Linked DNA regions of Mus musculus: region 2 is linked to region 1. Evidence: chromatin contacts called from public promoter capture Hi-C data. All regions are on one chromosome and are shown on one strand. The core of a region is the stretch at or near the end of the contact, and the rest is flanking DNA. Distances in the headings are between cores, read along the strand shown. Region 1 has its middle 16 kb from the start of Slc35f2. Region 2 holds the start of Elmod1 (ELMO/CED-12 domain containing 1).

Region 1 (2,616 bases), core at 44-2,543:
AATATAATCTTTTCTACTTCTAACCATTCACCTGCATGATTTCATTTTTCTTTTCTGCTAAACAGTATTCTATAGTGTGCATATATCGTATTTTCATTATCCATCTATTGATTGTAGGACATTTAGGTTTTTTTTTCCTATTTCCTACCTTTTGTTCATAGACAGCAAATGGACATTGTTGTGTCCGGCCAGCAGACCACAACCTGGGTTCTAGCCTGGAAAGGCATTTTGGAAACCTGGAAGAGAAGAGGGGCTAGAGAAGAGGTGGCGAGAGAAAAGAATGTAGCCAAGACAGTTACTCTGATCAAGGCTCAAATTTTATTGTTGCGACACTAGTTATGAAGGAAGGGGGAGGGGACCCGATTCCCGCCGAATAATCTCTGGTCCAGTAGAAAGGTGCACGTGTGTGGCTCCGCAGGTTCCAGCAGTGGGCGTGGCAGAACGAATGAGCAGGAAGCTCCACCCCTGAGCAAGCAGGTTTCAGGCTGGGGGAGGGGAGACTACATCTCCTCCCTTTTATTAACAAAATTTAAAAAAAGAAAAAGCTGGCCTGAGGGGGGAAAAATTATCTATGCTCAATAGTTCTGCCTGGAATCTAGGGCTAAAGAAAAAACTTGCTTTCCTGGGATTCCTTAACTTTTCTTATGGTAAACTGTATCTGGCTAAGAGTGACCTTTCTTAGTAAACAACTAACTGAAAAGCCTGGAGCTGTAGGCTCTGACTTTATAATGCTAATTAGTACTTGGTAGGTAACTTTCTAGTTGAATTTTAAGTAGGGCGTTGGAACTCTGGCTAAGTTTGACTGAACAAATGTGAAATACACTATAATAAGAATAACACTAAGTTGATATTCCTCCGCATGTTTGGATGATAGGTGGGAAACAGGGAGAAGGAGTTCGACCGGCTCTTGTAGTACAAAGCCAATTGGCTTTTTTATTTGGGTGGGAGGCAGAGGCAGTGAAGGGCTTGCCCTTTCAATAGTACGTCTCCAATCTCTCTCCCCCCTATTAATTAAGTTAAATAAGGCAACGCTTAACTGAGGTGATCAAATGATTTTCTCATCCGTAGATGAGTGGGCTTTTAACCTTGGCTTGGGTGGACATGGACCCGATTCCTCCCGTGGGTACTGATAAGACCCACACCCGTGGCTCTCGGTACCTTTTGGGAGAAAAGAATGTAGCCAAGACAGTTACTCTGATCAAGGCTCAAATTTTATTGTTGCGACACTAGTTATAAAGGATGGGAGAGGAGACCCGATTCCCGCCGAATAATCTCTGGTCCAGTAGAAAGGTGCACGTGTGTGGCTCCGCAGGTTCCAGCAGTGGGCGTGGCAGAACGAATGAGCAGAAAGCTCCACCCCTGAGCAAGCAGGTTTCAGGCTGGGAGAGGGGAGACTACAGGACATGATTGAGCAAACATTTGTGGAGTATGATGTTAAGTACTTTGGACATATTGCCAAGGAGTGATAGAGCTAAGTCATAGTAGATCTATTTGTAGCTCTTTAGAATTCTCCATTCTGACTTCCATAGTGGCTGCACCAGTTTGCTACTGTATTGGAACACTGTATTGGGGAATGCCTAAGGCTGTTCCCAGGCCACGGTTGCCTGTATTTGGCTCTTCAGAGACCCTGTTGCAGGAAACAAACCAGCAGAAGACAACAATGCAAGAACATGCACTGTAGAAATGGCCATCTATCGATAGATGGTTTGAAGAATATCAGCTATCCACTAGATAGAGAACGAAATCAGATGCCTATCTCTCACCAGGTACAAAAATCAACTCAAAAATACCTTGAAGATTTAAGTGTAAAACCTGAAATAAGAAACGTATGTTCTTATTATAAGAAAAACATAATAGGTGTAATGCTTCACAGCAGTGAAATGGGATGGATTTTTTTTTCACAAGACCCCAAAACAAAAGAAACTAAAAATAAACAAACGGGATTGCAGCGAACTAAAAGTTCCTGCCAAAAACACAGAGAAAAGCAACAGGATCCAGAGACAGCCCACAAGATGCAAGAGAGCAGATGTAAAGCAGACCCCTGACTCCCAGGGCACAGAATGCATTTCGAAAGCTCAGGAACCAAGAAGCCAAGTAATTCCATTTAAAGGTTGGCAGTGGATCTAATTAGGCATTTTCCAAGAGGGTGCATTCAAACTGGAACAAGTGTAGGAGAAGAACTGACATTGCTAGTCATCAGGGAAATGTGAATAGAAGTCACAGTAAGATACTCCCTCACCCTAGTAAGAAGAGCAACTTTTGGAAAGTCTAAAGACAACAACAGTCAGGGAGGATGTGAAGACAAGGAATTCCTACACACCCTGGCTTGGAATGTAAAGAAGCACAGTCATTATGGCAAATGCCAGAGATGTTCCTCCAAAATTAAAGAGGACTTCTAAATGACCCAGTGACCAATTACAGGAAATATTTAGAAGAAATACAATCAGTATGTCAAAGAGACATTCATATTTCTGTGTTAATACAGCACAATTCATAACAGCCAGACAATCCACGTATCTGTCAACGGATGGATAGACAGAAGAAATGAGTTGCATAGCCACAGTCAAGTTCTCTTCTAGCACTAGAGAAAAATGAAGTTCTGTTATTTGCAGCAAC
Region 2 (2,616 bases), core at 88-2,587, 220 kb before region 1:
CAGACTAGCAAGGACCCACACATTTTGGTTAGCCTGAGGCCATTATTAATATTATTATCCATTGTTTCAGAGATAAGTCAAGTCTCGGTAGATTCATTTGATGGGTAACACAAAGTCAAAAACAACTTGACCTTTATTCTTGATAATACTCTCCATTTTAGGTATTTGTTGCCTTTCTCTGGTTTTGTGATTGTTATTGGACTCACTATGTAGACCAAGCTGCCCTCAAATTCAGGAAATCCACCTGCCTCTGCTTCCCAAGTGCTGCCGCCATTCTGGCTTGCCTGTCGTTTTCAACAGATTGTAAATTCTCTGAGGAGAAAAACCTGTCTGTCTTATTTGTTGTTGTTTTCTCAGCACATTGTTCCGTGCCTGCACAAAACAGTTGGCTTGGTTGTTTGACCTTCTTATACAGCAGTAACCAACTCTACTATGTGACAGCAGCGTGTCCAGATGATCTCTGACAGCCAGGCATTAACTTGTATTGCAGCCACGTTTCAGAGAAGGTAACATTGATCACAGAGAGTGAGTAGGTCGTCATGAAGGGGAACGGAAAGGGTAAGGTAAACCAGAAGATCGGAACACCACGAGCAAAATCAAAGCCTTTTGAAGAAGTCAGTTTCCCTGTGTTGTTCGGAAACTCTTATCTATGAAGACGTTCTACATAAAACCGAAAATAGGACTGAGGAAGGGTGTGGGTGTTCGGGAGTTCAGCCATTCCACTGCAAGAAGGCAGTGTTCCCCCCAAATAATTGCAGACCAGGATATCTATAATTTATCCCATTATACTTAAACTTGTAATGAGCTGTTGTTTATGAAACCCTCGATGAAACACAGGCCTGGGCCAGGGAAGACCCACCGGGGCTCTCAGTTACACCTAATTAAAGAACTGGCTCTTTGACAACTTCACCTGACCTGTCCAAGAATCAAGAGAGGAAGGGGATGCCTGGGGGGAGTCAGAACACACAGGAAAGCAAGTGAGGGTTGGGTATCTGAATTGGGAGGAGGTAAAAAAACAAATAAACTAAAAACAAACTTTGCCTTCTGGATAATCCACCTCAGAGGAACTGGAGAACATTCCTTGCCCTAGATTCTTCAGGAATCCCACTGACAGGTCTTCCCAGGTTCACAACCCTGGACTTCTTTAGGGGTGGTCGACTCTGACTCCTGCACAGTTAAACTAGGCCACTGCGGCCAAGTGCGCAGTTTTAACCCTTTCTTCCCACATTCTGGCGCGGGGGCCTGAGCTCACTCCTCCCCGCCGCGCCCGCGCCCCGGGGTTCCGCGACTGAGCATGCTCAGTAGCCGCCAGCGTCTTGCTCCCAGGGAAACCTCTGCACGCCCTCCCCAGCTGCTCTCGGTCGCCTCCTCTCTGCCCGCTGCCCAGGGTGCAACCCGGCTTGCAGGGCTCCACGCGACCCAGATTCCCGCCCCGCCCCCGCCCCTCCCGCGCCCGCAGCCAGTGCGGCAGCCGCGGCCGCCTCTGTCCAGCATCCGCTCGGGGACCAGCCGCGGCGATCACGGTCGCTAGTGCGTAGCAGGAGCGAAGGCGGAGATGGAGACCACACTGTTGCGATCCCAGAGCTGCTGAGCCCACCACTGTCTCTGCTCCGGTGAGTCGCGACCCTAGAGGAGCCAAGGGTGAATGCCCTTGGAAAAAAGAGAGGTGGCAGCTGACCTGTGTGTGTAGGGTACAAAATAAATGGGGACAGTGAGGGGACGTGAATGAAAGTGCGCACTACCTGGGTGCCGGAGCGCCCGAGTCACCCAAGACTAAATCCTCTTTCTCATCGTGAGCCGGGAAATAACAACCCGCGGCGCTGCGGGTCAGCGCTGGAAGCTGTTTGCGTCCCTGGGGCGCAGGTCGCCTAGCGACTGAACGCCACTGCTGGTGCTTAGGGAGGAATCCCAAGCGGGAACAAAGAGCGGCCTGGCTGGGGCAAGTGGAGGGTCCTGGCCCCTAAGGAGCCCTCTGTCCTGCCGGTCAGGCCCCGGGGCGGTGCCAGGCGGCAGAGTGGCAGAGCTGTAAACCAGAGGTCTCTGAGCCTCCACCCTGAGCCAGGTCTGCAGGGCTGGCGAGCGCACCTCCTTCTACTCCAGGAAACTCCACTCTTGGAGCATCTCCTGGGCAGGTGCAATTGAACAGGCGGGCGGAGAGCAGCCGTGAGGAGCTGTTAAAACAGGAACAGTGGAGCGAGGTGTGCTGTTTTTCCTAGTGCCTTTATTTCCAAGTGTGGGCACCAACTGCTCCCCCTCGTCGTGTTTCTGCTCAACCTCTAAGTGGCGAGTCCGGTAACAGACCTTATGAATATTTCAGAAACGACCTCACAGACTCGCTCGCTTCAGATCAAGTTTAATGAATATGTGTGTAAGCCTTTCTGCCCCGCACAAACAGATGGAAGCCCAGGCCACTGCTTGGAGCTCTCCAAATTTCATCTCTTTCTTCCCCACCAACAGAGAAAAAGACGTCGCAAATCCCCGCAAGCCTTAGACTGGTGTCATAAATTGGGGCTGTCATTTGGAGAGACCGATTTTAGGCAGCCACCCAGGCTTTGTTCTGCATCTCAGCAGTGTGTGCATGTTGTGTCGGTCGCTTGACAACCGTCCTTAACTGCT

The links. Promoter capture Hi-C pulls out the DNA fragments that hold promoters and counts their contacts.
Region 2: a promoter capture Hi-C map of embryonic stem cells shows a contact between it and region 1, with 2.5 times the contacts expected there. The contact joins the promoter of Elmod1 here to the enhancer-like site in region 1. A contact is called at or near these places in 12 of 39 promoter capture datasets (the 3T3-L1 cell line, embryonic stem cells, epiblast stem cells and 8 more), 1 of 15 datasets of contacts at CTCF or cohesin (embryonic stem cells), 43 of 484 Hi-C or Micro-C datasets (B cells, CD4 T cells, the HL-1 cell line and 17 more), 6 of 115 datasets of contacts at active chromatin or transcription factors (embryonic stem cells and epiblast stem cells) and 1 of 9 other capture datasets (embryonic stem cells).

What each region holds. Positions count from the first base shown.
Region 1 is chr9:53,754,673-53,757,288 of GRCm38.p6, reverse strand. No RefSeq gene overlaps it. Among named protein-coding and RNA genes, the nearest start is that of Slc35f2, 16 kb to the left of the region's middle. Within about 2 kb of position 1,293, at least 11 of the 459 cell types and tissues checked have an H3K27ac peak or open chromatin away from gene starts, as enhancers often do. A contact at or near this core is called in embryonic stem cells, where this site is marked.
Region 2 is chr9:53,974,022-53,976,637 of GRCm38.p6, reverse strand. It overlaps Elmod1 (ELMO/CED-12 domain containing 1), which reads left to right and starts at 1,337. Exons shown (of 11, transcript NM_177769.4): 1 at 1,337-1,613.